Regions from separate parts of the Hordeum vulgare genome. Here region 1 is linked to region 2. The links are chromatin contacts, called in public Hi-C maps. All regions are on one chromosome and are shown on one strand. The core of a region is the stretch at or near the end of the contact, and the rest is flanking DNA. Distances in the headings are between cores, read along the strand shown. Region 1 holds the start of LOC123444983 (calcium-dependent protein kinase 3). Region 2 holds the start of LOC123444981 (serine/threonine-protein kinase PRP4 homolog).

What was found. Hi-C and Micro-C count contacts between places; a contact is called where the count stands out from the background.
Region 1: a contact with region 2 is called in a Hi-C map of leaf, with 3 times the contacts expected there. The contact joins the promoter of LOC123444983 here to the promoter of LOC123444981 in region 2. A contact is called at or near these places in 3 of 6 Hi-C or Micro-C datasets (leaf and seedling).

What each region holds. Positions count from the first base shown.
Region 1 is chr3H:553,731,963-553,736,070 of MorexV3_pseudomolecules_assembly, forward strand. It overlaps LOC123444983 (calcium-dependent protein kinase 3), which reads right to left and starts at 1,692. Exons shown (of 7, transcript XM_045121890.1): 1 at 768-1,692. The coding sequence starts at 1,449.
Region 2 is chr3H:553,501,327-553,505,577 of MorexV3_pseudomolecules_assembly, forward strand. It overlaps LOC123444981 (serine/threonine-protein kinase PRP4 homolog), which reads right to left and starts at 2,443. Exons shown (of 8, transcript XM_045121889.1): 1 at 1,920-2,443; 2 at 930-1,532; 3 at 184-490; 4 at 1-97. The coding sequence starts at 2,184.

The sequences.
Region 1 (4,108 bases), core at 442-2,941, 230 kb after region 2:
ATCACAGCAAACAAGCAAGCAACTACTGCAAGCTGCATTATGAAGTGTTATTTCCCAAAGTATATACATCCAGCATCCCCTCTTAAACCATAATGATTTCAGCGCTATATCATTTCTCCTGAAATACAGCCCACTAGGCTCATCTCGCACTGAAGAACTGAATGTATTCAGTGCAAAATGACTAAATTTAGCAACAACTGACGTTCCACCACTGCTTCTTCCAATTCCTAGTAGTAGGTTGACACTAGAAACAACCTAGATCTTGGACCTGAAATACCAAATGCAGAACCTGCAACGCAATGTTCAGCAAACCAAACAATCGAAGCTGACGCAATTGCATACAAGTTTGACATTGAACTGCTACTCCATGAAAGGTCAGCATTTGCTCCTAATAATACCATATCAAGGGTACAACGAGTCGCCATTTAACTAATGTTCTGTGCAAGACCAGTAATTCTATCCTAATACCGCAGTAAAGGTGATGCATATACATTATCCGCCTGGCTGGCTTCTTGCCTTCAAATTCTGGTACCTAGACCACAGCCTAGCTGCAGTTCCGTTCACTAGCCTACCAAAATTCCTTCCGAGAATCCTAAGCTATGAATGGAAGAGAAACCAAGCAACCGCATTCAGCTACAGTGATGTCCGTTACCAGCACTTCACCTAAGAGAGCCCATTAAACCCATAAATCCCGGCACGTTTTTTTTTATTCCTCCAGAAATGCCCAAATTGGGAAGCGGATCTAAGATTCCAGGGGCTGGGCTTACCGGGCTTGAAGAAAATGGAGAGGCCGAAATCGATGGCCTTGAGCGGCGAGTTCTCCTTCTTGTTGGCGAAGAGGAAGTTCTCTGGCTTGAGGTCCCGGTGGATGACGCCGTGTCGGTGGCAGAGCTGCACGACCTCGACGATGGTGCGGGTGACGTTGGCGGCGGCGCGCTCCGTGTAGTGTCCCCTGGCGACGATCCGGTCGAAGAGCTCGCCGCCCTCGCAGAGCTCCATGACGAGGTGCACGGCGCCCTCGTCCTCGCACGCCTCCCGCAGCGCCACGATGCTGTGGCTCCGGGGCAGGTGGCGCATGATGGCCACCTCCCGGCGCACGTCCTCCACGTCGACGGGGGTGCGCAGCTTGCGCTTGGAGATGGACTTGCAGGCGAGCTGCTCCCTGGTGTCCCGGTCGACGCACAGGTACGTGACCCCGAACTCGCCGCGGCCCAGCTCCCGGTCCAGCAGGTACTTGTCGTCGATCCCGCCGATGAAGTCGCACCCCTCCTCGCCCAGCACGGCCAGCCGCTTCTGCCCTCCTCCCCCTCCGCCGTTGCCACCCGCGGCGCCGCTCCGGGGCTGGTGCGGCTTGTTCTTCTTCTTCTTGGCGGCGGCGGACGCGGGGAAATGAGAGGACTTGACGTCCTCCCGCGCGGCGGCGGCCGGCGAGCGGCAGCAGTTGCCCATGGCCGCGCGCGGGGGTCAGCGGGCGGGCGGGGGCCTAGGGTTTGCAGCACGGCATTGCCCGGCTGGGGCGCTGGGGGTGGGGGGTGGGGGGGAGAAGGGCGCTCTCCTCTAGTCTACTCTGCCACCAGAGCGAGCCTACACGCGGAGGGAGGCAGAGGCGGGCAGGCAGACAGGGAGGGGGGTAGAGGAGCAGTAACTGGGTCTGGGTGTGTCGCCGGGTAACGGTATGGCGGGGGACGCGTAGCGATGGAGGGGGCGGCCGGCAGCTTCTCCTCCTTTATCGCGTACGCCGACGAGGGCGGAGCGGCGGGGGTGGTTTCGACTTTGGACGTGCGTGCGTGCGTGTGCATGACCGGTGGGGCCTTCCCGCGTCTGGGTCCGTTTCCGGGTGCGGCTTGCGGTTACGCGGTGTGGGGGTGGGGGTGGGGGTGGGGGTGGGGAGTTTTTGACTGCGCCCGCGGCGAGAGAGTGGAGGGGGATGGCGTCACTCCTTTTCTCTTTTCTTCCTGATGAAGATTTGCGGGGTTTGCCGATGCACACACGCAATGTGTGTTCCATACTTTCCATCCAACGTTGTTTGTATCAAAATCAAGCATATGAAGTGTATATTTAGCAAAAGAAACTATAATACTCCTGTCATATTTGGTGCTATAATGTTGTAGTAAGACAACGAAAGGTGATATGAATAGGAGGGAATACATTGTTTTGGGATCTTACCTGGAACTGAAACTCCAAATTTGGCTTTCGAGCTTGTATACTGGCTTTTCAAGCAAATGTGATATACTAATAAGAACTGAAACGAGGTAGCTAGAGTACATTGCAGTGGGCTTTTCAAGACATTGTTGGGTTGAACGAGACATGAGAAAGTGACTGCGCATGGGATTTACGGAGGATGAAGACCAATGCGCGAAAAATATTTTTAATATGTAATCTAGGTATTAATTTGTGAAATCGGCGTGTCATTAAGCATTGGCTATGATATTGATTCGTGAAATCAGCTTATCATTAAGTTAGGCTATCGGTGATTTGCGAGTATTTTAGATTAATTATCCGATGGGTATAGATATTGTCAAACAACTAAGATTGCTAGTGTAGACACCCTACCCCGTGTATACAGGATATTTTGCCACTCAACTGCAACTCTATTATTACGGAATAAAAGTCCTTTTGGCATCGAAAGAGACTCGTGTTTTTTACCCTACCACAAAACATCCTACCATAGTCGGATCATTGGTAGTGTGACGACGAATGTGATGAAAAAAAGGTCATGTAAACGATAAAGTAAAACACCCCATACACGGAAATACAATTTGGCTCCGGGAGCACGTGCTCCTGCGCGTGAAAAATGGTGTTTGAAATGTCAGGGCGTCACTCCTTTTCTCTTTTCTTCCTCAAGATATGTCGTTGCACGCACACAACGTACGTTCCATCCAACGTTTGTATCAAAATCAAGCATTCGCACGTAGTTCGTCGAAAAATATGAGGCATTGTTTTGAAAACTTATCTGAAACTGGAACTATAAATTTGACTTTCAAACTTGTGTAGGGAGACTGGCTTTCCACGCAAATTTGGCTTTCAAACTTGTGTAGGGAGACTGACGTTTATATTTCTTAGGGGGTACCAAGAACTGAAACAAGAAAGCTAGAGTACAGTGCAGTGGCCTTTTTGAAAAATTGTTGGATTGAACGAGACATGACAAAGCAATTGTGCATTTGATTTATGGAGGATGAAGACTGGTGCACGAGTTTTTTTTTGCGGGGTTCTTGCACGGGAATATTTCGATATGTAATCAAGATATCAGTTCATGAAATCATCATGTCGTTAAGCATTGGCGATGTTATTGATTCGTGAAATCAGCTTATCATTAAGCTAGGATACCGGTGATTTGGAGGTAACATTTATTCTTCTCTCGTGAGTATTTAAATTTATTGTGTGATAGGTACAAATATTATAAAGCGACTAAGATTTCTTTTTTTACATAAAGCGACTAAGATTGTTAGCGTCAACACCCTAGCTCGTTTATCGAGGATCTTCTTTTGCCTCGCGACTCTAACTCTATCGTTATGGAATAAAAAAACTTGTGTTGATGAAGGACATCAATACCATGGTTACACCTACAACCTCAGTTGCTATACATAATGAACCAGTTACTAGAGCTCGCGCACGTCAATTGAATTATCACGTACTTTCGTTTCTTGGAAATCCTTCTAATGTTCATGTACATATAATGTTGTCTAAGTTAGATATCTTTGTTGTACTTGTGAATGAAGGACCTGACATGGACAAAAAGGATATCCGTTGGAGTGGGATCAAGCATGAAGAAAAAAGGTCCACGTGCGGGAAAGAAGAATAGAGCTTCCACTGATGATTTTTGCACTTTGAAGCCACCATAAGGAGAGCATGAAGGCTTGGACGAAATATTCGTCGCTTTATAAATTTCGTCCATAGGCTATTATAGGTGCTCCACCACCTTATTTTGAGTTCCACGACCAAACAAAGGCTTCACAGAACCCCGCTTTCATCAATAAAGATTTCCTCTTATATTCGCAATTTCCAAATTGCGATCTTAGTTTCTTGCTTGTTCTTCGTTCGCGTGCAGGAAACATACCCTCGTGGTCAGGTTGATCGTGCTCCGGTGTGGTCAATATCCTCTCGGAGT
Region 2 (4,251 bases), core at 1,193-3,692:
GAATGCAGCCGAGCCAAGATATTCAGTAACATAATATCTTCCTGCTATGACTGAATTCAAGACAATGGGAAAATCTTTGTTTTCTTCAAAGCCAGTTCTGCAATGGATGCATACAACATGAGCATATGTATTATTTCTTTAACAACAACCAAAGAAAGGAAAAAAAGAAGATTTGATGTGAACCTGTTCTTGCGGTGGACAATTCTCAATTCAAATACCTCGTATTCTTGATGGAAATTAGAGACGGTCTGATCAATATTTGACTCTGGATCTTCTTTCTCATCTATAAGTGTAGCAGATTTCCGAAAATCTGTATTCAAAGGCCCAACGTCTCCAAACTCGTAGGTGTCATCATAATCATCAGTCTCAGGGAAAGGATGCAAGCTATAACTCTCTTTCAGATATTCTTTTTCACCGCTGCTTTTCAGATTGTTTTCAGCATCAGCATCCAACTCAACATTGTCGGTGACATGGCGCACCCGTACTGGACCTATGCAAGACGTTAAGCATTTGAAACTAGAACTGAAACAACAGCAAGCAAACAAAGGAAAAAGGTTTACACAGTTAAGTGGATAACATGCACTACATGACCCATAGATTAATGATTTATAAGTATTGGACAACAAAACATATTTGCTCCTCGATTATTTGCGGCTCTAAAAGTTTACATAAAATGGTTATCACTGGCTAGTATAGCATTTTTGTCCTTCCTTGTATATTTGCAGAATGACAGCAGAGATTCAGGTCTTTATAATTCAATCTAGAAATCTTGACAGTTGCCAACCTTTTAAATGTTGTAATTTATTCCCCTTCCCCGCTACATTAGATTCAGTAAATAATTTCAAGTTGTGTTAATTCGTACAGGTGATTGCGATGAGAAATTTTACATCAGTACCATAGAATTCCCAACATGGAGTACAAATACTTACTTGCAGCAATTCCAGCATCATCATAAGTATCAAATGAGCTGAGCATTTGAAGCTCTTTCTCCACAACATTCAGCTCCAAACGCTCGTCTACCTGCCCAGAATCTCTCGGCAAATCGCACTCAAGCACAGCATCCTTCATCCGAAACACATCCAGGCCACACTCATCTAGTATCTCTGTCTGGTCATCCATGATCTTGTACCTCCCATACACAGCAGAGCTAGAATTTCGGACAACCTCCAGCTCCTCAAAATTCTTGAGCCCCCCGGCACAGCAACCGCAGAGCGGTGACGAGCAGGTGTACACCTCGGCGCACCCCTCACAGCCGTCATTGCCGGCGTGTTCATGCCGGCAGTAGTCGCCGTGGCCAATCACGAACGTTTCTGGCGGTCCTGAGCTGCCCTGAGCGCCGAGAACAAACTTGTCCTCCTCCTTGTCTCTGTCACCCGGCTTGGTATGGAAGATGTGGTCGTCGTAGAGCCATCCTTCCTGGAAGAAGAGGTCGGTGGTGTCGTATTGGCGTGCTGTGCCGAACTCCATCTCAGATGACGACGCGTCCGACAGCGAGTGCCGCGACGACCACACCCCATACGGGTTCAGTAGGCCTGATCCAAGAAACAGAAAGAACAAATTATTGGGCCAGAATTGTGATAAAATCTCCTAGATTTTGGAGAACAGAGCACTCGGCTAGGCAGGGAGATAGGAGTATAATTTTGTGACGGGCATTGTTGATGAACCGAACCCAGGGAGGGGTTTAACCAGCCCCCCAGGCCCCAGGATCGATTTCAATTCTTGAAAATCGTCCAAGACGGAGTATTTGGATTGAACCAGAAGCTTCGAATTTTTCTCGAAGCCAGCCATAGCCACCGAAATACCGGCGCAGAGATCGAGATTTCGCGGGGCAAAACGCAACCGCCGGCGTCGGGAACAGAGAGGGTGGGCCAGGAGGAGGGGTTTAACGGAAACGGGAAAAGGACTTACGGCGTGAGTACCTGAGGGCGATGAGCGCATGCTGACGAAGGCGGAGGAGGACGCCGAGCCGGAGCTGGAGCCGGGGCTCGCAGGCGGCGGCAGGGGGGCGCCGGCGCCGGAGGCCGACATGCGGAGGGGCGGGAGCTGGGGATCTAATGCGGCGGCGGGCCCGGGCTCCCCGTCCGCGGCGCGGCCCAGCACGTCGTCCCGGAGGGCGGAGGCGGTGCTGGCGAAGCCGTGCTCGGTGAGGAAGGCCATGACCTCGTCCAGGCCCGGCGCGGCCATGTGTTTTCCGTCCGGGGCGCGCGGGGGCGCGGGGCGACCCGGGCGAGGACGGGTGGGTTGGTGCTCAGGCGCGTCGCGCAAGCCGTGAGGTAAGCAGTTGCGTCGCCGCCATTGGAACTTGGAAGCGAAGCGAGCGACTCAGGTCGGGTCGGGTCAGTGCGGGGGGAGGGGAGGACGAGGAGGATGCGAGGACTGGAGAAGGAGGAGGCGAAGAAGTCAGAGGAAAGAGAGAGGAGAACACGAGGCCGCATAGGGGATCACCCGGGGGTCGCGTGTGCGTACGCATAAATGGCTGCCTTAATTGCGTTTCAGCCCCTCTGGTCGAGTGATTTTATACAAGTGCTCGCCTGATTTGGGTTTCCCCCCGAGCAACTGACAAAAACCTGATGCGGTTGTTTGGATAAAGTACTGCTTCTTTTTTTCTTTTGGATAAACTACTCTTTGGAGCATCTCCAAGAGACGCGTTAGCCTGGTTGTAATGGGAGTACTTCCTCCTTTCCGTTTAGAAGGCTCATCTTAAAAAATTCAGATTTTCATTATATTAGGCTTATTTTGAGTCTAATTGAGTTAAAGTGCTTTGAGTCACACGTTAAATTTAATTCATAGAGTTTAGAGAAAGAAGATGAGTGTCTATGCATGCATCGTTTTCTACATCCATCATGCAAGTCAAATGAGAAGGAGGATGCTACATTTATTGCCTTGGAAATTGAATATGTGAGAAGTATTTGATTGGCTAGTTAAAACTAGTGTCATCCACTCACGAGTCACCTTGGTTGATGTTGTCAAAAAAAAAGTCACCTTGATTGATGAGATTTCAGATTTGAGCCCTATAAACCGGAAAGGAGGGAGTATCATATACTAGTATCATGCATATGATACTAGTGTATGATACTAAATCCGTAATGCATAGTATCATGTGCTAGTATCATACTCCCTCCGTTCGGAAATACTTGTCCTAGAAATGGATATAATGGATGTATCTATAACTTAAATAAGTCTAGATACATTCATCTTTAGGACAAGTATTTCCGGACGGAGGGAGTAGAACGGTTCATTTATTGTCATGCATGACACATAGTAGCACAACATTTAATATGATACGGTATCATAATATGATACTCAACCCTCTCTTTCTTCATTTAATTTCATGTCACCTCATCAAATATGCCTAGTTGGCATGCATGTTACTACTTATGATACTCCCATTACAACCAGCTAAACTTATTGATACACGGGATCAAAAATGCTATCTTCACATATGAATGACCGTGCGACAGGCTTCAGCGAACGCACGACACCACGACGCGCTAAAAAATTGCGCGCGGGGAAAAGCACGAGGTCGCGCCTTAATTTTGGCGTGTGTCGGCCATCGTGCTTCATAAATCACGCGCCGCGTCCGTGTTGTTCAACCACCACGTTCCCTCCAGCGATCCACCGCCGCCGCCCCGCGCCTCATCGTCACCGCCCCATGCTCCTGAAAGCACATGTGCTCCCTTGATGGTTTTGGTAATTCATGACAACATACATAATCTTTTAAACTAATATGTTTATCTAGTTTATTCCAGATATAATTCACATAGAAGATTGGCTAAGGATTGTAAGAAAAAGCCCCAAGGAAGGAAAAGAATAGAATTGGGCAAGCTTCAAGACTCTACATTTTACATTTTGTGAGGAACCACATTTGAGTTCATAAGAAAGTCAATACTATTAAAAGGGGGTGAGGTGTCTATGATGATCTGTTGCTCAAGTGCTTAGAGATTAGACATAAAAAATACTCATGAAATTCTCCCACAAATATTCTGTCCAAATTAACCCCAAACTCAAATTCGGTGCCACCAATACTTCCAGATCGGCCCTACCGAGTTTTACCCTTGACAGAACCTATGCCAAACCCTAACATCTCGGTAACATCAACTTTGTTTTCGGTCGGACCGAAAAACAGTGACCAAGTCCCTCGATAGCTATTTGCTAAAATCGGAATTTTCGAGTTTTGCAAATCGGTGCCACCAAGTTTGCTAACTTCCTAGGCCAACCAAAATTGGACCCTCGGAGATAATATCGGTTTCA